Linked DNA regions of Mus musculus: all the other regions are linked to region 2. Evidence: chromatin contacts called from public promoter capture Hi-C data. All regions are on one chromosome and are shown on one strand. Each heading gives the region's core, a stretch centred on a gene start, on an enhancer-like site or on the middle of the called end of the contact. The rest is flanking DNA. Distances are from core to core; before and after follow the strand shown. Region 1 holds the start of Rbm6 (RNA binding motif protein 6). Region 2 holds the start of Scap (SREBF chaperone). Region 3 holds the start of Nicn1 (nicolin 1). Region 4 holds the start of Nprl2 (NPR2 like, GATOR1 complex subunit). Region 5 holds the start of Rbm5 (RNA binding motif protein 5).

Region 1 (4,196 bases), core at 339-2,838, 2.5 Mb after region 2:
TTCCAAATCTAAAGTCCCCAAACCCACATTCTTCCAAACAAAATCATGGTCAGGTCTGTCACTGCAATACCCCAGTCTCTGGTACCAACTTCTGTCTTAGGTTTTTACTGTTGTGAACAGACACCATGACCAAAGCAAGTCTTAGAAATTACAACATTTAATTGGGGCTGGTTTACAGGTTTAGAGGTTCAGTTCATTATCCTCAAGGCAGGAACATGGCATCCAGGAAGACATGACTTAGGAGGAGCTGAGAGTTCTACATCTTTACCTGAAAGCTGCTAGCAGAATACTGACTTCCAGGCAGCTAGGATAAGAATCTTATTGCCTACACCCACAGTGACACACCTACTCCAACAGGGTCACAACTTCTAATAGTGCCACTCCCTGAGCTGAGCATATGCAAACCATCACACAGGGGTTCCTTTTTGTAGCCCAGACTGTACTAGAACTCACTCTGTAGAACAGGCTTGCCTTGAACTCAAAGGTACATCTGTTTCTGCCTCTGGAGTGGAGGGATTAAAGTATTGCACCATCACTTCCTGTCTCCATGCCCAGCTTTTTCCAGTGGGCATTTATGGCAGCAGCATTTATTGATATTTTATTTGTCACATATGTACAGTCCCCTCAGAGGCTAGAAAAGAGCATTGGATCTCTTTGAACTGAAGGAACAGAGGATTGTGAACCGCCACGTAGTTTTTGGGAATTGAACCTCTGGAGAGCAACCAGTGTTTTTAACTGATGAACTGTTTCTCCAAGTGTCTTTCTTTGACCTTGAAGAATCGAATTAGGCTACAATATCATATATCGCCAGGGCATACACACAAGGCACCAGGTGGCTGGGATAAGCAAACCCCTCACAATATAGACAATCTACCTGAGAACTTGGGAGTCAGGTAGATCATTAGCTGGAAGATTCTGGAAGAGGTTGCGTATCAACAGTTACTTTGCTTTCTTTCCGTTAGAATTACGATGTGCAGTTTTTGTGGCGAGTCACGCGTGTCTACATTTATTGCCTAGAGCTAGCGGGACCTGTAGAAACAAGTTTTATTATTTTTTTTTAATGGGTTGAGCTACTGAACCTTTTTACACGGATGATTTCCGCCTGGAGTGTTTGACCAGAAGTCTGTCGGAAGGTAAAAAAGGACGAGTCTTTGGGTCCTAATACTTCAACTCAAGCAGTACTTTTGCATTTATTCTCTGGACTTAGGTAGAAGGGGTCTTATTTATGTAGCCGAAAAGCCAGCAGCCCTTTGCCGTAACGGAATAAGACCGGAAAGATCTCCTCCCATTTTCTGCACCCGAACTGACAATCTCTCTCTTTCCCAAGGGGCAAGGCAGGACCGTCCCCCAGCACCTGGCAGGGTGTGTCACTAGGCTGTCTAAGCCACCCGGACCCCTTGCACACTTGCGAGGAAAACACCAGAGAAGCAGTGACAGCACTGAAGCCAAACCATAACTCCCGGCAGGCCCTGCGGAGAAGCGTGCCTTCTAATTGGGCAGTGGCTAACAGCGTGCCTTTCCATTGGGCAGCAGCTCCACCAGCCGTCAAAGCCGCTGCGCGCAGGGCACGGCGGGAGAGGAGGCCGCGGGATTTGCGGCCGTACTTCATCTCCCGGCGGGCCCAGCGCTGAAGGCGGTGGCGCGACGCCTTTGTGGAAGCCGGAGCCCACCGGGAGGAAGTTCCGGTCTCCGGGACGCTGGGTCCGTGGCGGCCTCTGAGGAGGAGGAGAAGCGGGCCGCGGCGGCTACGCTGCTTTGGTAAGGGCCCAGGCTAGGAGAGAGGGCGTGCCCGAGCTTCTGGGACGGGGTCAGCGGGCCTGGCGGCTCTGGAAATCGCGGGCCCGCGCGGCCTAGCAGCCGTGGCTTCGAAGACACGGGGCGGCCGCGGCCTCGCTCGCTTGCGAAAACAGTCGTGTGTCGCGGGAGGCGCCGCTCGCGGCAGGAACGCCCCGGAACGGTCGCGGGCCCGGGGCGGGGCCCGAGGCGGCTGTAGAATTACCGGTCCCAGCGCGGAGCGGCCAGCTGTGGGGCGAGGGACCCGCGCGTGGCAGCGGTTCTGGCGCTCAGCTCTGTGGTGCTGCAGGAGAGATTTCTTTCTCTTTCCCCTTGTGTTTGTGATCTTGTCCTGAGAGACATCACTAGATACGGAACTCTTGTGCCCTGCAAGTAACCTTGGCCGCCCACCCAGACACCCAACCAGGAAGGTGCGAGAGTTCAGAACCTGGCCCACGGGCCCGTAGAACCGGGAGGTGGGCGAGGGTGACTGGTGGGTTCTGTACCGGTTGGGCGAATGTAGGAGGAGAGTGATGTTCCCACATATTCGTGCTTTAGATTCCTTTTGGCGTTGTTAATAATGTGCTTTTCTTTTAACTTTATAATTGACGTTGAGCTAATGAATTCAAGTGTGGGGTTGCGTTTCTTAATTAAAAACAAAAGGCCTTATTTGTAGAGCACATATACTTGAGGTAGTTTGTATATTTTCTCCTCCCCCTCACCCCCACCCTAGGCATTCTTATTAATTTCAGACTAATTGGATATAAGTTAAGGAGTAGGTTTTTTTTTTTTTCTTTTTTATCCGCTTGATCACCCAGGTCATTTTCTGAACTCTGGATTGTGCCTTAGGATTGTTAGTTTTCAACTTCCTGTTGACTAAATATGTCACAGTTAACATTACTAAGCTTGTGAGAATCAAAGGGGAAAGTGTCAACAGCTAATGACAATGTGGAAAGTAACTTAGCACTAAAATACTAACTTGAGGAAACATAGTGGTTGAATCTACTGCCAGGCTTAGTGGAGTTTAATCCTGAAGTTTAGGAGGATGAGGCAGGAGGATGTCAGGTTTGAAGCGCCCTAAGCTGCATTGAGACCCTAAAAACTTTGAGTCTGAATTTTATTTAGCTCCTTAACTAGTAGTACACTTATATAAATGCTTATCTGCTTATAAAATCTATAGGATTATCTATAGTGTATGTGGTCTATAAGGCAGGTTAGGTAGGACTCAGTTCTCAACCAGCAGAACACCCTTGCTGCTCATTGAATCCAGGGCGCAAGTTATCTACCACTAGGACCAGCCTTCTTTACAGAATTTTCTTATCAGGCTTGAGTTTATTCTTACCTGCAGGTTTTTGTGGCTCTTCACAAGAATTTCTGGTGTGAGAATTATTATTGTCGTCTCCACCTTCCACCCCCCTCACCCCCCACAACATAGGGTCTTTCATAGCCAGGCTGGATTTGAATTAAACTTGCCTTAAAAAAAACTCCTAATCTTTCCACTTGAACTTTCTAGGCACTACAATTGGCAGCTGTTATTCCTAGCTAGGGGAAGGTTATTAAATATATATACTCTAGGCTAAAATCCTTTGCTACTATACTATATACTCCGCTCAAAATGTACTCTTGAAACAGAAATTTGCCACCATGCATAGATGTATAAAATGATGTTAATGACTTGGTTCAGAATCAGAGTTAAGTAGATAATAAAACTATTGAAAAGGGTTTTTTTGTTGTTGTTTTTTGTTTTTGTTTGTTTGTTTGTTTTTTTCGAGACAGGGTTTCTTTGTGCAGCCCTGGCTGTCCTGGAAGTCACTCTGTAGGCTGGCCTCGAACTCAGAGATCCACTTGCCTCTGCCTCTCAAGTGCTGGGATTAAAGGTGTGCGTCACCACACCCGGCTTGAAAAGTTTTAATTTATTTATTTGAGATAGGGTTTTACTATTCATCCCTGGCTGGCCTGGAACTGGCTATGAGGACTGGGCTGGTCACAACTTAGAGAGATCTGTCTGCCTATGCCTCTAGAGTATTGACATTAAAAGCACATGCCTACAAGCCTGGTGTGAGTCTGTTTTATAACAATTCATCATGGTGTGCAACTCGGTATAGTAGAGTTGATAACTGTAGAGTTTCAGAAATCAGATGTTGAATCCATGTACTCTTCACTAACACAGACAATGGACAAATTAACTTATTCAAGCTTCAGTTATTCATCAGAAATAAGGTTAATGAATACAGCCATCTCATGTAGGATTGTTGTTTTGGTGAGTTAGATTTATTTATTTATTGTGGTACTGGACTTTTTCCTCCATGGGTCACCATTCCAAGCTTGTGGGATTAAAAAAAGAACCCATAGCTTTGCGAATTTTTGATAATCGATCTCCCACTGAGCTATGTTCCCAGCTTAGATTTTTTTTTCCCACCGAG
Region 2 (4,461 bases), core at 167-2,666:
GGGGAAGCCAGTTCTTGCTTTTCAACCTGACCAAAGAATGAGTGCCGAGCAGGAGCAGGAGCACACACATCTGCTATCCCACATATTCAGGAAACCGAGGCAGGAGGATGAAACTTTGTGGTCAGCCTGGGCAATGAAGCCCAACTCAAAATAAAAAGCCACAGGTGTTACTCAGTGGCAGACCAATGCCCTAGGCACACGTCCCCAAGTAACTTAATAATGAGTATAGGAATAATGTTTATACTTGTATTTCCTGTTGGTCGTTAAAAAAACAATACAAACAAAATATTTGCCAAGCAGAAACGCTGCAAATATATAAAAAGCCTTTAGATTTGAAATACATTAGCATATACTTCATAACATACAATCTTCACTTGAGCATCACACAGGTTACACCTAAAATGCATTCAGCACTAACTAGATACACTTGATCCTGACTCTAAGAAAAGCTTTAATGTTTAGCACACCTTGAGATGGCTGCACACTGCATAAGCAAACTCTACAAACGCACCCAAACGCATCATTAAAGACTGTTCCTATGTCGACTTCACAAGAATTACTACAAGATCATCATGAACTTATTTATTCATCGCTTCCGTCACCATAAGAGATAAATAAGCTAAACTAAGGAAGACTACCTCCAGGACCCCACTCCCACTCCCACCCCTCACCCGCCGCCACCTGTGGCTCACTGCCCTCCTCTTCATCGCCACCATCTGCACAACTTTCTGAGATGCAGTGTGGACCCGGGACTCGCTGCAGCTAGCGCTATCCCATTATAACCCTGATGCAACAAAACCACCTGGAAGTAAACATAAGCAACATAAGCGAGCAAAGTTTAGGTTTAAGCAACACATAAAACCAGAAACCGAGCACTCCCAGCAGAGAATCTACATGTTGCCTGGCTATCGGATCTTCGGAAAGAGGCAGGACTGAGTCACAGGGTCTAGCCCTCACCCAGACAACCCCAGACAACCCCAAAGCAGGATCCAGCGGCGAGCCTACCTGCCTGAGCTCACTCAGCCTGAACCCATCGCGACCCAGGCAGCTCGGCCCGGGCGGGGGCGCGGTCGGGAAGGGGGACGCGAGACCGTCCGGCCCCCAGCTCCAGACTGCGGTCTCCGGAGCCGCGCCTCGGGCTGCTGGACAGCGCCCACGCCCGCGCGCCCCTGCCCGGGCTCGCCCGCATCCCGGAACTCCCGGGCACGAGCGGCGCGAGGCCGGCGCCGGGGCCCAGCCGCACCGTGCAGACGCGCGCTGAGGTACCTGTGGCAGCGAGGCAGCTCCCGGGCGGCGGCGACCGAGCGGCGGAGAACGGCCTGCGCGCTCCTGGCCCGCGGTCCGGTGTTTGGAGCCCGCCCTCTCCCTCCCGGCCGCCCGGCGCCCGCGCAGCTCCCCGCCCCTTCACCTCTCAACTCCTACCTTTCCCCTCCCGCTCCGCCGCCCTCCACACGTGCTCCCGGCGGCGTGCGCATGCGTAGTCTGGCACTGCCAACGGCTCGGGTTCGCCCCCTGGTGGTCCCCTGCCACACAACTGCGAGAGGAAGTACTGGAGTTGCCTGTGGCCTGGAAAAAGGTGGCTAGTAGCACTTCAGAGTTTTGACAGCATCACTGTCCTGGGAAGTGATTGAGAACATGCACAAGAGCTCGTGTTCCATGCTTTATAGTGCCAAAGGATTAGAAGCGGGGCTGGGTGTATGGCTCAGTGGTAGAGAGCTTGCCTGAGACGCTAGGGGCCCTGGGTTTGATCCACAGCAGCATCAAAAAGAAAAACAAACCAGGGAATTAGAAGCAACTGAGCTAAATAGCAAGTGTATTCAGTTGATGAACTAGGTATAGGAGCCTCCAACACCAAGGATGTTAAATGAGCACTTATAATGAAAGCTAGTTCAAAACCAAGCTGGTGTTAGGATTCCATTTTTGTTAAAAATACAATGCATAGGGTAAAGTGGAAGATATATACTCAGTGTTTATTCCCACGTAGAGGAACTATGGGTGTCTGAGTCTCTTCCACCTTCTGAACTGCCACCAGTCGACTTGCACATGTAACGGATTATGCTGAGTGACTGCTCTGGTAAATGCTGAGTTAAGCATATGGTGTGTGTTCTCTCATTTGGCCTTGGGGAAAGTGAGGTTCCAGACACTCAGCAACAGCACCAACCCTGGTTGCTATGTTTCCATTTGTCCTCAGGCCTGCCTGTGGAGAGATCTCAACCACACTACCAATGTCTTGACTCTCTGAGTGTCACAGGTCAGAGTGGCCACCTGCCCCCATCTTGCTACCTTAAACATACTTCTTTCGTGTCACTCTTGCTCACCCCCAAGGCATACTAAGGTAGAACAGACCCTGTACCTGCCCTCAAGGGCACCAGTGGTGGGGGAAGAGAAAATATAAGTATAGTCACCGTGCAAAACAAATCAGAGGTGGCCACTTCAGCCTTTGGAATAGGGTTATTCTATAAAGCAGGTTTCTGGTAGAGATGTAACTCAGTTGATATACTGCTTGCCCAGCCTTGAATATGAGCCTTAACCCCCAGCAAACTGGCAGTGGTGGTGAAAGACTCCCCAGAGGAGCCTCTCGCTCAGGCCTCAGGATAATAGCAGACACCCAAGAACTCACGATAGACCAAGCTTGATGCAAACCACATGAGGCTTTATTCGGGGAAAGCCAGAGCTCTGGGGATGACTCATATCCCACGCAGGGTTAGAGGAGTCGACCTCGAGGGGAAAGAGGTCCCAGTTTTTATAGGCCCTCAGGGGGGAAAGGAGAAGGGGAGAGTGGGGGGATTTCCAGATCTAAACAATTCTCAAGAAATGGGTATGGGAGGGGTACAAGGAAAGAGTCTGGTGCAGGGGCAGCAACTCAGGATTGGCCCGGTTGTGGTTGCTGGGGAGATTTTCTGACTCTTTCTCAGCAACCAATATCACAAACACCTGGCAGTGGGCTTCATCAGTGGGCACACACATGGGTTCAAGGAATGGTCAAAACATTGGCAGACACACAAGTTCAAGGAGTGGCCAGAGCATTGTGCACCTCTATTTTTCTAAATCAGTGAAGCTAGTTCTGCTAACAGTGACATCTATCTTGCCAATTTCAGGGCTTCTGTGACCTTTTACATTCTGTTAGGATCTTTCAGTGGGTCACACCTATGTCAGCCCTTAGGAGATGCAGGCAGGAGGAACAGAAGTCCAAGGTTCCAATTTGAGGCCAGTCTGGTACATAAGTCTGGCCCCCACAAAGATAAGAAAATGCAGCCCACTGGTAGGGCCTAGCATCAAGGCCTTGAGCTCAAACCTCAGTAATAAAAATAAAATTTATTTTTTTACGTGGTGTATTTTGTTGCTCTGACTCTTGTTGATGGACATGGAAATGCAAACCAAATATACCCTTTGTTCCCCGAGTTGATTTAAAAAAAAAAAAAAGAAAAGATGTACTTTTTTTTTTAAAAGATTTACTTATTTATTATATGTAAGTACACTGTAGCTGTCTTCAGACACACCAGAAGAGGGTGTCAGATCTCATTACGGATGGTTGTGAGCCACCATGTGGTTGCTGGGACTTGAACACTGGACCTTTGGAAGAGCAGTCGGGTACTCTTACCCACTGAGCCATCACACCAGCCCAAGATGTACTTATTGTATTCTGTGTATGAGTGTTTCCTCTGCTGGTATGCGTTTGCACCATGAACATTCCTGGTTCCCTAAGGAGGGCTTCAACTCCCCCTAAAACTGGAGCTACAGACAGTTGTGAGCCACTGTGAAGTTGCTGGAAAGATCTCCGGTCCTCTGCTAGAGCAACGAGTGTCTTTAACTATGGAGCTATCTCTGTGGCCCCCACCTCAGCCCCAGGTTGACTTGGGTTCGTGTTTTATCGTAGCACAGAGCAGCAGACTAAAACACCAGAACTGGTGGCAAACGCTTGTGAGCCCAGCACTCAGAAGTCTGAAGCAGAACCTACGTGAGCTCATGGCAAGTTCCAGGGCTATATGTTCAAAGGCTACCTTGTCTTAAAAATTGAAGAAAACAAAAGATTGTTTTCTCTTTTCTTTTCTTTTCTTTTCTTTTCTTTTCTTTTCTTTTCTTTTCTTTTCTTTTCTTTGTTTTTAAATTAGAAGCAACAGTAGAAAGCAGGGTAGGGAAGCCCATGCTCCTCCCACTCCATCCTCAGGTCACTTCCTCCAAGCCTTATCCCTCAAGTACCACGTCCGCCCCCTCAGGAGCCTGGGAGTGAGCATCGCCTTCTCTGTCCCTGGTTTCTCCCGCTCTGACCGCCGTCTCTTTCCTTGTGAAGGTATGTAAGATCTTTCCAGTTTTATTTGCCTGGTGTCTGGTTTTGCTTTGGGTGCTCAACTTGAACCCAAGTCATCTGTTACAGGAATGCTCTGTGGCTGAGCCCCACTTAGCTTTTCAGGGCTGTTCATTTGCAGTTTTGGAAATCCAAGCCCAGGGCCTCAACTGTGA
Region 3 (3,886 bases), core at 341-2,840, 2.0 Mb after region 2:
TCAGCTGTTAAGAGCACTAACTGCTCTTCTGAAGGTCCTGAGTTCAAATCCCAGCAACCACATGGTGGCTCACAACCATCTGTAATGAGATCTGACGCCCTCTTCTGGTGTGTCTGAAGACAGCTACCATGTACTTACATATAACAATAAATAAATCTTTAAAAAAAAAAAAAAGAATAATAGTAGGGCCGGGCAGTGGTGGCCCACGCCTTTAATCCCAGCACTTGGGAGGCAAAGGCAGGCAGATTTCTGAGTTTGAGGCCAGCCTGGTCTACAGAGTGAGTTCCAGGACAGCCAGGGCTACACAGAGAAACCCTGTCTCGAAAAACAAAAAGCAACAGCAAAAAAGAAGAATAGTAGGATCCTGCACTGGAGGGGTTTGGGGAGCCTAGAGTACCAACTGCCATAGCAGTAGTTTCCATCTCGATGCACACCAGCATCACCTATGGAACTTAAACAAAACAAAACAAAACACACAAAAGCACAGATATCAGGACTAGAGAGATGGCTCAGCAATGAAGAGTACTTGGTGCTCTTGCAGAGGACCAGGTTTGGTTCCCAGCACCTACACGGCACCTCACAGCTGTTCATAACTCCAGTTCCAGAGGATTCAGAACCTTTTTCTGGCCTCTACTAGTACCAGCCATGCACAAGGTATATATGCAGACATGCAAAAACAACACTCATAGATTTAAAATAAAGCTTTTTTAAAATAAAAATATTAAATAAGTAAATAAAAATATAGATGTCAAAGATCCACCTCAAACACACTGACTCAGATTTTCCAGGGTCGGATCAATTAACTAGGTTTCCCCAGATTGTTGGGAAGCAACATCTTGCGAGAGAATGACATATTGTAATACAAAGCACATAGAGCCAAGAGGGTGGGTAAGGGAAGGATGCTATGCCATTAGAGGTAGCCTTTGTCCTGTGTTGAGGTCATGCAACGCCCTGTCACTGTCAGTTGAAATGGAAGAACAACTAGGGATTGGAAACAAGTCACCAGGAGGACCTAGATGAAGGCTAGGTTGCACCTGACCTGTGGCAGGGGCCACTGGAATGGTACGTTTGCATCATTGTTTGACGATTGCAGCTACGGCCGAAATCAAATATCCTCTCACTTGTACTGAGATTCAAATTGTAGTTCCAGTGATATCCTGGGCACTGGGAAGAGATGCTGAAGAGGATAGGACGGGAAACTCTAGTCTATTTAATAAAGCTTATTAATAAAGACTGTAAATGCTTCTGAATAGGCCCAATTCGCAAAAGCAAGAGACACTGTAGAAGCTGTGTAAATGCCTAGGAAACGCCCAAGTTACTAGGTATTCCCCGCCCAGAAGCCTTGATCGCTTATATGGGGGGTTGCTCACCTCGAAAGGCGCGATGTTGGGAAAAGTGACATCGACGACCAGCACGCCAGGCCGACCTTGAGAGGTCCTCATGTCGCCCACTTGCAGGGCTACAGTGCTTTTCACATGACAGGGCACCAACACACGGGACATGATTTGGGAGATTACAACCAAGCAAAATCACCGCTCACAGTCTCCATCCAACCACTAGCTCTTATTGGCGTCCCTTATCAACCAAAAGAACTACAACTCCCAGGCCACATAACGTTTGTAACAGTTCAGCCAATCACCGATGATCAGGGCGGGTCAAGAGTCGGAAATGTCAACGGAAGTTCTTCTTCAACCAATCATCCTCGCGTCTGTAAGTCCCTCCCGGGCTGCTCCGGGCAACCGTCGAGCCGTTCTTTATCCAAAGGATCCAGAATGCTTTGGGCTGTCTTATCCCTCACTTAAATTCTGCTACTTTATTAGGTTAAGATGTATAAAACAATCAGGCGTTTAGTGTCACTCGCTTTCAATCCCGGCACTTGGGAGGCAAAGGCAGGCAGGTCTCCGAGTTCGAAGCCAGTCTGGTCTACAGAGAGTTCCAGGACAGCCAAGGATGTTACACAAAGGAATTATTTCTCCATAGCATCCACAAGATCCATCTGGGTACAACCCGAGGTATATGGCAACTTAAGGGATATGGCACCTTTTCCTGACCTCGGAACTATGGTATTTTTAAAACTACAAACCAGATCAGGTATATTGGTGCAAGCCTTTAATCCCAACATTGAGGAGGCAGAGTCAGAAGCAGGTGAATCACTGAGAGTTTAAAACCAATCTGATTTACAAAGAGAGTTCCAAGCCAGTCCTGTCTCAAAAACAAACAAACAAACAAACAAAGTGGGGTCACAAGGTATTGATTCACTCCTGTAATCCCACCAAAATTGTAAAATTTAGTTAAGAAATAAAATGCCAGGCATTGGTGACACTTTAGTTAACCCAGCACTTGGAAGGTAGAAGCAGAATCGGTAAGATCAGAGGTTCAAGGCTAATCTCATGAATGTAGTAGGTTTCAGGTTAGCTTGGGCTATGTGAGGCCCTAGCTAAAAAAAAAAAAAAAAAAAAAAAAAAAAAAAAGCAAAACAGTCAATAAATTGATTGACCGGAGAAGAGGCAAATACTTGGTTTGGGATTTGTTTATTTTTTGAGACAAGATCTCACTACAGATGTAGATGAAGCAAACCTCAAATTCAGAGAGATCCATCTGCCTCCATAATTCTGGGATTAAAGGTATGTGTTATCATGCCAACCTACCAAGTTTTCCTTTTACATTTTATATTGAGGCATTTGGGAACATTAAAGAATCTGAGGTGTATGGTCAGGAATTTCAGTCCATGCAGCAGGAGAGATGGCTTAGCAGTTAAAAGCCCCTGCTACTTTTCCAGAGAATGAAGTTTAGTTCCCAAAACTCCCATCAGGCTCCAATGAATGCCTGTAACTTAAATGCTCTCTTCTGGCCTCTAGGGAAATTTGAACTTATGTGTACATACCCCTACACAGCCCCTTGTGCATTGCGTACACATAGCTTAAAATTAAACCTAGCAGTGGTGGTACACACTTTAATCCCAGCACTCAGGAGGCCGAGGTAGGTAGATCTCTCTGAGTTTTGAGGTCAGCCTGGTCTACAGAGCAAGTTTCAGGACAGCCAAGACTACACAGAGGCACCCTCTCTTTGTGTATGTGTGGTGGGAAGAGGGATTCCTGGGAAATGATCCAGTGAGTAAGAGCACTTGCTATGCAAGCTTGAGGACCTGAGTTCGAGTCCCCCAAACCTCTGTTAAAAATAAAAGAAAGCTGGGCACTACTGTGCATGTCTGTAACCCTAGCATTTGGCAGGATGGAGAAGAGGATTCTGGGAGCTCAATGGCCAGCCAGCCTAGCCAAATAGGGAGATTCTGGTTCAATGAGAGACTGTGAAAGGAATAAGGCAGACAGGCATAGAGGAGGACACCCAGATCCTTCCCTGACCTCCAAATGTTGGAGCACAGGCATGCGTACCCACACATACACACACATTGTACCAAACACAACATATATCCATAATGCACAAAGAAATGTTTAGCTAAGATTTAAGCAATATTTTTTAATTAAACGAGTTACTGAGAAGTAGCATCATGATAGATATAAGCCAAATTGTACTCTTGTTGAAGAAGAAATTATAAAGAGCCATAGTTACTGGGCTAAGCTCCTACACTATTTCCTGATAGTCTAGGCTAAAAATAAAAATGGAATCACTCATACTAAAGATCCACGTCACCATGATGAAATTAAACTGTTTACCTGAATTTCCAAGAAGTTAGGATTAGAAAAATAGCAGCCAGCTTTCCCAAACAGACCAGTTTGCATTGGCACAATAGTATTCCATCTGCCTCAACCCAAACACAAAAATGGTAACATAATGTGAACTGTTTTGTTTCTCTGTATCCACTTTATACTGCTTTTGTTTCTGTTTCTACTCTCTTTAGTCCTTTTCTATGAAGCTGTAATGGGTT
Region 4 (4,266 bases), core at 722-3,221, 2.8 Mb after region 2:
CACCTTCAAGTGGATGGTGTTGGATTCATCTGCAGGGGACCCCACCCACATCCTCAGCGTCATCTTTCCCAGGGAGCCCTCAATTACTATCTAAAATCTCCTAGCACTAACTGAGGTGGATCTCGGGAGGGTCATTAGTCCTTTTGTTGTTGTTGTTGTTGTTTGTTTTTCAAGACAGGGTTTCTCTGTGTAGCCCTGGCTGGCCTGGAACTTACTCTGTAGACCAGGCTGGCCTCGAACTCAGAAATCGGCCTGCCTCTGCCTCCCGAGTGCTGGGTTTAAAGGCGTGCGCCACCTCGCCTGGCCCCATTAGTCCTCTTTTATGGAGTGAGAAGCTGAGGTCCAGAGAGGGGGATGACAAGAAGAAGAGCTGAAGAGCTCTGCTGGCTGCTCCCCCAACCCCAGCCCCATTGTTCCCTGGACCCTCAGATGTCACTGTGTCAACCCATGGCTATTTCCTGCCCACCAGCTTATTCAAGAATCTTTGCCTCTGCCAGTGGCTGTGTCCTGCTACTTCCCCAACCTTCCCTTGTTCATCTGCCGTCCTGGCAGAGGCGGCCGTACCAATGGGCAGAGTGCAGCGGCCGGAGGCATTCAGCTCTTCCAGCAGGATGGTCATGATGGGCACCAGCTTCTGCTTGCTCTCCTCGTTGGATACAAAGCTGCTCTCAAGCTGGGGAAGACACAGACAGCACAGTGAGTGACCACACCTCAGGCTCCCTGCTGCAGCAACATGGAGCTAGCTGCTGGAGGCTGGGGATTCAAGACACAGGAACTCTCTCCCCACCTGTGCCCACCACGGACGCACCCACCCACCCACCCTGGCCCCATCTTGCTGCAGACCTCCAGCGTGGTCAAGTAGCCGGCCAGCTTTTTAACGATGGGTTCCAGGGCACAAGTCTTAGCCTGAGCGTCACACACAAAGCCCAGGTTGAAGAGGAGAGCATTGCGGCTGTACTTCTTGTGTTCAATGCACACGGGGCAGCCAATCAGCTTCTTCTCCATGGCTGTGCTGGAGAGGTAGAACAGAGTCAGCCTGCCCCGCCCCCACCCCCACCCCCAAGCCAGGCTGGGACCCCTCTCCTCCCACCCAACTAAAGCCTCACACAGTGATGAGCTTGTTCTGTAACTCGGGCTTGGTGATGATGTACACCTGGACCGTGTCAAACAGTTCTCGCGAGATGAAATCCTCAGGGACCTGGAGAAGGCAGCCATGAGAGAGAGCTCCCTCAGTGGACGTTGGGTCCGGGCAGATTTTTACAGCCCACCCAGGCACAAGTCCCTCTACCGTTTTCTTCCCTCATCCACCCAGTGGTCTACTTTGTGCTTCCAAACACATGCTATGTTTTGGCAAGCTCCCTTGGCTTTTGCGTTCACTATTCCCACTACCTGGAATACCCCTTTCTACCCTCACCTAACTTTTATATATCATTTGTCTTGGTCCAGTGTTTCTCTTGGGTCATCTAAACCTTCATGAGCCTTAGCACCTCCCCGAAACCTATAGCCTGATTCTGTTTGGGGGACAAAACTCCTCCCCCACACTAGAACCTGATTCAGTTTGGGGGACAAAACTCCTCCCCCACACTAGAAACCGGAGACCTGGGTCTGTGTACCCTCTCCATTCAATGGAAGAGACACGCGTGGATGAACCACAACCCCTCCAGGCGGCCAGCTGAGCTCCAGAGAGCATCCCTCCCCTCGCCTAGTCCGGGAGTGTGGAAGGCACCTGATAGGTAATTTTGGGTCCCAGCGTTGGGTGGAACTCGCTGAAGAATATACATTCGATGCGGCAGCTGCTGCCCATGGCGCTGTCTGGATCCAAGTCTGTAATCCCTGTTTTTCGTGTGGGGATCGCCTCTACGCCTTGGAATACCCTGTCAAAAAGAGAAAGAGGCCCGGGTAGGTCACACAGGTTTGTGAGCGCAAACCCAACGAGCCGTCAACTCAACAGCGCCTGCGCAGGGCGACTCAGGGGGCGTGGTTGCCGCTGGATGGGATGGGAGGGGGCTTGTCCCAGGAAGTCTCGGGTGGGTAGACATCGCACCCGGAAGTGAAGCTACTCCGTAACGGAGCGGTGGCGCGGCTGGCGGGGCCGAGGGTCCAGTTTATTTTGGAGGAAGTCACTGCGTAGAACCTGAGAAGCAGGTGAGGAGGGCAAAATTCTACGGTGGAGGTACAGCGTGTCAGGTGCACATGGGGAGGCAGTGTGCAAAGAAATTCACGCTTAGGTAGGGAAGCAGCTGGGAAATACAATTCCCGTAGTGCTCCACGCCTTCCGTTCCGGCTAACGATGACGTGCTGCATTCTGGGATTTGTAGTCTTCCTCCTCCCACTTGGAAGGTGCGATCGTTACCACTTCAAATACAGGTGTTTGACAGGTAGACTGCTAAGTTGGGACTGTTAGTGCCGGCACTACTCTGCTCCTGTCATAACTTCTCCGGGAAAAGGTGCCATTTCTGTCCTGAGTTACTGTCCCCAGTGAGGGGCGTGGACAGTGGGCACTCTTGCCAACGCCTACGATGCTTTCAGGCTGTGCAGCTATCGGCTGGGCTGACCATGGCCCTTTCTGTGGAGACGGAGTCGCATATCTACCGAGCTCTGCGCACTGCCTCTGGGGCTGCAGCCCACCTCGTGGCGTTAGGCTTTACCATCTTTGTTGCTGTGCTTGCCAGACCTGGCTCCAGTAAGTAGAATTCATAGTCCACTTATGGGAAGGGAAAAGCTACTTCTCTTGGGGAACAGGGGGCAGTAGGAAACGATGGGCGTAACTCCTGAGAACAGGATTGACTGGCTGAAGGATATTCTCTGTTGAACGTATTTAACGTCGTGGGAAGAGCAGACCAGTGTGGGGGCTCTGCCCGCCAGGGCAAGCTTTAAGTACATGGCTTCTCTTCCTTTGATTTGGCATTTCATTCCTGACTTGTGGGGATGCTGGAGGAAGGAGCCGCCAGAGGAGTGGCAGAGCGTGCTTTCTGTCCAGGGAAGAGAACAGGGGGTGGGTAAGATGAGCTTGTTACTGGAGGAGGCTCGCATTTTGACCCCTCCTTGGGTGATGGATGGGCTGTCCATCCCGGCTATAGAGCCTGGTATGCTGGTTTCTTTTTCCCTAGTTCCATGAGGCGCCCTCTTCTCATTCCAGGTCTGTTCTCCTGGCACCCCGTTCTTATGTCTCTGGCTGTAAGTAGTGGGTTTGGGTAGCTTTTAGGGGTAGAATGTGGGCGTTGTTGGTGGCTCTCAGAATCCTTGTAGGCATTTAGTGCCAGTGTAGACGAGCTGTATGTCCTCACTCCTGCTTCTGACGAATATCCAAGGCTTGAAAACGGTATTCATGACCCAGGACGAACAGATGAAGCTCACCCAAGCACAAAAGGGCGGCTTCTCTCACCTCCAGCTAGGAAGCTGAGAAATGGCATTTGGAGGCTGCTCTGTCCCTAAAAACCTTAATTTCTGGTGATGCATCTAATTGTCCCTGAAACAGTGCACCCGTGTGGCTAGCTCTTGCCAAGAAATTGTATCCTGCCCCATGGAAGGGAGACAAAGCTTGTGAATCATTTATAACTGCCATGTCTCAAACCTTGTTTGCTGGGTCACATAGCCGAGGTGACATTTCAGAAAAACACCCAGGAAGAAGTCTGGAGAGGCAGCTCTAACTACTCAGGGCAGCCATTTTGTGCCACACAGGGCCTTCATCTTATCAAGTGCAGCATTTTGTCCTTGGGGGAAGGGGACGGAAGGGGGTGCACCTTTGTGGAGGGTTAAGTGCTCAGAGCTCACTTGAGTTTTTGTCTCCTCAGTTCTCCTTCCTGATGACCGAGGCACTCCTGATGTTCTCTCCTGAGAGTTCCCTGCTGCGGTCCCTCTCTCGGAAGGTCCGCGCACGCTGCCACTGGGTGCTCCAGCTGCTGGCCCTACTCTGTGCTCTGCTGGGTCTAGGTCTTGTCATCCTCCACAAAGAGCAGCTTGGCAAAGCACACCTGACCACTCGGCATGGGCAGGCAGGGCTGTTAGCTGTGCTGTGGGCAGGTCTGCAGTGTTCAGGGGGCATGGGGCTGCTCTACCCCAAGTTGCTGCCCCGATGGCCCCTGGCAAAGCTGAAACTCTACCACGCCACTTCTGGGTTGGTGGGCTACCTGCTGGGCAGTGCCAGCCTCCTGTTGGGCATGTTCTCACTCTGGTTCACTGCCACTGTCACTGGTGGTGCCTGGTACCTGGCTGTGTTGTGCCCCATCCTCACCAGTTTGGTAATCATGAACCAAGTGAGCAATG
Region 5 (4,100 bases), core at 330-2,829, 2.6 Mb after region 2:
AAATGAAAGACTTAAGATTATTTTATTAAAACTTTGTTCAATAATATATTTGCTTTTTTGTGTTGCTTAAATTAGAACAATTTCCATTGTCTTTGGTACATCGACTACCAGATAGCCTAGGATATATAGTCCATCTACTCACAAAAACAATTCTACTCAACAGACAGACACAATTGAGAGGATGCCATTCATCCCTGGATGGAATCTGTCTAGGGATAGGGGAGTAGCTTTTGAGTTTAAAATTGAATTGGCAGCATGGTGGCTCACCTTTAATCCCAGCAACCAGTGAGTGAGTTCTTTATATCACCCTGGCTTTCCTGGAACTCACCTTTTTAGACCAGGCTGGCCTTGAACTCAGAGATCCAATTACCTCTGGGATTATAGGCATGGATCACCACACCCTGCTATAAGTGGTTTCTATGATCTGCAGACAAATGTATATTTTCTGCGGTTAAGTGTGTTATATATACTCAACCATAATTGGGCATATCTTAACATTTACATAATTGTATACTGAGAATACATAGATACAAAAGAAAGATGTTGAGTATGTGTTCCTTCAGCTGTGTTATCAGGCATTTCTAGCCAGTTTCAGTCACCCTAATTCCTGCACACCGTTATTCTTATCAGACTTGTAATCCCAGAAGGAGGTGAAAACTGGAGGGTCAGAAACAGTCCCACACTAAGGAGATGGATCTTGGTCAGTCTACATTGTGAATTCCAGGCTAACCAGAACTATAGAGACCCTTTCTAAAGAAAACAAAAGGGAGGGAAGGGAAGAAAAATTAAAAAAAAAAATGAGGGAAATCTGCTCCCTAATAACTACATATGCAGAGGACAAGTTATGGCAACTGGATGACAATATCTCCACAAAAAGCAGAGAGAGGGGGGGGGGGAACCTCTAGGGTTTTGTCTGTTTTGTTGGATTTTTTTTTTTAATGTGTAGTTGGGTGATGATTTGGTTTGAATTTGGGCTGCTTTGCATTTACTTATTGTTGGTGTATTTGAACACACATCCATGTTTGCCACATCAGAAGACTACTCTCATGCGTGGTTCTCTTTCCATCCTGTGAATTGCAGGGATGGAACTCAGGGTTTTAGGCTTGGCAGTAAGCCTTACCTGATGAGGCTATCTCACAGGCTTGGTTTTATTGTTGTTTTGTTTGCTTGTGGCAGGGTCTTACAACAAAATATCCCTATTGTTCTGGAGTTCATATTCTAGTGCTGGCATGGCTTCTGAAAACAAGCTAGTTCAGTTTCCAGTTTACCGAATTATTAGCTCTGTATGTTTGTAAAACGACTAGGGAAGTAATCCGTAGTATGCCTTCTCTACGAACTGGATTATACGTTTTACAGTGTGTCAAGCGCTGGTAAAGTTCACATCCGGGTTCTCAGAAGCTGAATGGCAGCTTTGTCATGGAGCAGATGAAATACGCAAAAAAATTAACGCAGGGTATAGTGACAGGCTGCCTGGGCGACCACACTTCCCGGCAGCCCTCGCGCAGACCGGCACCCTCGCTGATTGGACGCCTCTGGAGAGGCGGGTAGGATGGGAGGTGGGGGAAGGTCGACGCGCGAGGGACTGTGGGTAGGAGAAGACGGTCGGTGGAGACGCCATTTTGTGGAGCGGCCGAACCTTGTAGGAGGTTCTGGGGCGCAGAGCCGCTACTGCTCCTGCTTTGTTCCCTCTGTGGGGGTGAGTGCGGCTGCCGTCCATTACACCCCAGTGATTTTGCAATTGGTGCTGTCCCTTAAGTCTGCCTGTCAGCCGCCAGAGGTGACCGCTCAGCCGAGTCTTTGAAGAGACTAAACTAAGCAAGCGCTTGAGGGCCGCGCCCCTCCTCGCCTCTGGCTCTGCTGGCTTTCATAGGTTGCCCCCTAGCCCGGTCCTCGACCCGCCTCTTTGGAGTTGTTTGTCTCTTGCTGGGACGTTGTCCCGAATCCCCTGTCGTGCGGAGCTGTGGAGCGCCTGGCAGTCTCTTAAGCCATCATCGCCCTGAGTCTCCAACTGAATCTCGCTGTGCGAAAGGTGGTTGGGAATGGGTGTGGGGAGGGATGGATGGAAGATAAGAAAGATGGACTGAATGCCGGATTCAGTTGCGCCGCCATCTCGGCTGCGATACCCCGCGGAGGTGGGCATGGGCAACCTCCCTGGGAGGTGGGTGCGGGCATCTCGGGCGAAAACAAGGGACAGCCGTAGCCGTTCGACCCCGGAACTTGACCCACTAGATGTCTCTTATTTTTTAAGTCAACGAATGTTTGTTAAGTGCTTGCTTTAAAAGACCAGATTCTAGAAATGGCAGTAACTATAGTTTCTGGGACATCACAGGCATCATAGCTGTGTGATGTTTTATTACGGCCAATCGGCCGGGGAAAGGCTGTGGGTCACTCGGTGGCCTGTTGTCGATCAGGGCTGGTCCAAGACATAGGTGTTATTGATACACAGATATTAAGCCGAGTCAAGGTTTGGTCTTGTCTTACTGAAATAAATTGAGATCAGGCGATGTGTTATATATGTAAATTTCAATCAGATCAGCATTCCAGCTTCTAAGTTTTTGTCAGAAAAATTTGAGATCGTGTTACAATTTTAGTGTTGAATTTTATATTAACGAAGACAGTTGGATGAATGCTTTAATCATTGTCCATCTCAATAAATAGCGTTGCTTTGGTTATGAAAATCAGGAGCTTTTTGCTTTGTAATTGTAGTGGGAGTGTCCAAGGTGTCTAAAGCCTTCACCCTTCTTGAGTTTCTTATTGAATATATGATCTTAATATGTTAAAGTGACCTTCATCTTCCTGCTTCTTAACACAATTATGACTTAGTGTTGACAGCCTCCTTTTCCTTCCTCTTTTTAGTCATTGTTAAGTATTAGCCACAGTTTCTATCCCAGTTTGTAGGGTTCTTGAATTAAGTGATCTCTGAAATTTGCAATTTTTCTCTTTCCCACCCCTAGGGGAAAATTTAAGCCTTTTGAAGCAGTGTGCTAGCTCTTCCGTGAGACGATGGGTTCAGACAAAAGGTGAGTTTCAATACATGACATGCCTTTGATCTCAACAGCTTAGTTGGGACTGAAATATTTGTTTAAAATTGTTTATTCAGCCCTGTGTGGTGATGGCAGCTTACAGGTTTTAATCCCCGCAGAGACAGGCAAATCTCACTGAGTTCAAGGCCAGCCAGGGCTACATAGAGAAGGCCTGTCTCAAAAAAGGAAAAACAAAAACAAAACAAAGCAACAACAGTAATAAATTATTTATTTTGCAAATGAATATTTAAATGTCTATTGTGTTTCAAGTGTTCCAAATGACTACTTTCATGATTCTGTTCTCACAAGCTTCAGTCTAGTGAGAGTTAACAGTTAGGATAAAAAATGTAAAGTACTGTCTGGACACATGAGGAGAAAGGGAAGTGTCTTGGGGAAAGTATTGTCGGAGGTGCAGTCCAAAGGCTAAGAACTAGGTTAAGGAAAGCAGTGTGGAGTAGGCCATGGAAAGTTCCAGCTGTGGGCAGGAGCTATTCAAAGCCTGCTTGAGAAGCAGTGAGTGAGTGCCAATCCTTGTTATTCCCTAGTGATAGATACAGTGGCCTGGGAGGCTCAAAGCTGAGCAGCCTAGGAGCGTGGCTTACATCAAGACGATCGAGAAAGGGAAAAGCTAGTTAACATAGAACAGATTAGGACTGGGATACAGCTCGCCTGTCAGTGGTTTATGAGGCATGAGTATCAATCCCCAGTAGGTCCAGATACATTAAACAAACAAAGGTGAAAACTGTTGGCTGTTTCAGCAACTGTGGATATGGAGACCTCAAATCATTTGACTTAACATAGCCTTCACATGATCTTATTATTGACAGGCCAGTTCTTGTGATAGATAAAATTGACATCCAAGAAAGACTTATTTATGTCATAGGATATCATGTAGTCCTGTGACAGACTATTGCTCCAAATAACGTACGTAATTAAAATGTACCCTTTTGCAAATGTACCTTTTTGCCCATGGCTAAAAAAAAATGTTATATGGAATAAATGTTTTCTGAGCCTGTCAGTTTGAAGTAATCATCCACTTCTGTGTACAGATGAACCACTTGGTTAACAGGTTGACTG

Evidence for each region. Promoter capture Hi-C pulls out the DNA fragments that hold promoters and counts their contacts. Capture Hi-C pulls out chosen DNA fragments and counts their contacts.
Region 1: a contact with region 2 is called in a promoter capture Hi-C map of pre-B cells, with 5 times the contacts expected there. The contact joins the promoter of Rbm6 here to the promoter of Scap in region 2. A contact is called at or near these places in 2 of 39 promoter capture datasets (neutrophils and pre-B cells).
Region 3: a contact with region 2 is called in a promoter capture Hi-C map of pre-B cells, with 2.6 times the contacts expected there. The contact joins the promoter of Nicn1 here to the promoter of Scap in region 2. A contact is called at or near these places in 2 of 39 promoter capture datasets (neutrophils and pre-B cells).
Region 4: a promoter capture Hi-C map of liver shows a contact between it and region 2, with 2.9 times the contacts expected there. The contact joins the promoter of Nprl2 here to the promoter of Scap in region 2. A contact is called at or near these places in 3 of 39 promoter capture datasets (the C10 cell line, liver and pre-B cells), 1 of 115 datasets of contacts at active chromatin or transcription factors (astrocytes) and 1 of 9 other capture datasets (liver).
Region 5: a promoter capture Hi-C map of liver shows a contact between it and region 2, with 2.6 times the contacts expected there. The contact joins the promoter of Rbm5 here to the promoter of Scap in region 2. A contact is called at or near these places in 2 of 39 promoter capture datasets (liver and maxillary cranial neural crest) and 1 of 9 other capture datasets (liver).

What each region holds. Positions count from the first base shown.
Region 1 is chr9:107,870,211-107,874,406 of GRCm38.p6, reverse strand. It overlaps Rbm6 (RNA binding motif protein 6), which reads left to right and starts at 1,588. Exons shown (of 21, transcript NM_011251.3): 1 at 1,588-1,758.
Region 2 is chr9:110,330,311-110,334,771 of GRCm38.p6, reverse strand. Scap (SREBF chaperone) reads right to left here and starts at 1,416. Exons shown (of 23, transcript NM_001001144.3): 1 at 1,267-1,416.
Region 3 is chr9:108,288,147-108,292,032 of GRCm38.p6, reverse strand. Nicn1 (nicolin 1) reads right to left here and starts at 1,590. Exons shown (of 6, transcript NM_025449.4): 1 at 1,371-1,590. The coding sequence starts at 1,502.
Region 4 is chr9:107,539,914-107,544,179 of GRCm38.p6, reverse strand. It overlaps Nprl2 (NPR2 like, GATOR1 complex subunit), which reads right to left and starts at 1,971. Exons shown (of 11, transcript NM_018879.2): 1 at 1,727-1,971; 2 at 1,107-1,198; 3 at 844-1,012; 4 at 565-673; 5 at 1-29. The coding sequence starts at 1,804. It overlaps Cyb561d2 (cytochrome b-561 domain containing 2), which reads left to right and starts at 1,987. Exons shown (of 4, transcript NM_001357289.1): 1 at 1,987-2,145; 2 at 2,530-2,683; 3 at 3,140-3,177; 4 at 3,795-4,266. The coding sequence starts at 2,557.
Region 5 is chr9:107,768,481-107,772,580 of GRCm38.p6, reverse strand. It overlaps Rbm5 (RNA binding motif protein 5), which reads left to right and starts at 1,579. Exons shown (of 25, transcript NM_148930.3): 1 at 1,579-1,696; 2 at 2,955-3,020. The coding sequence starts at 3,004.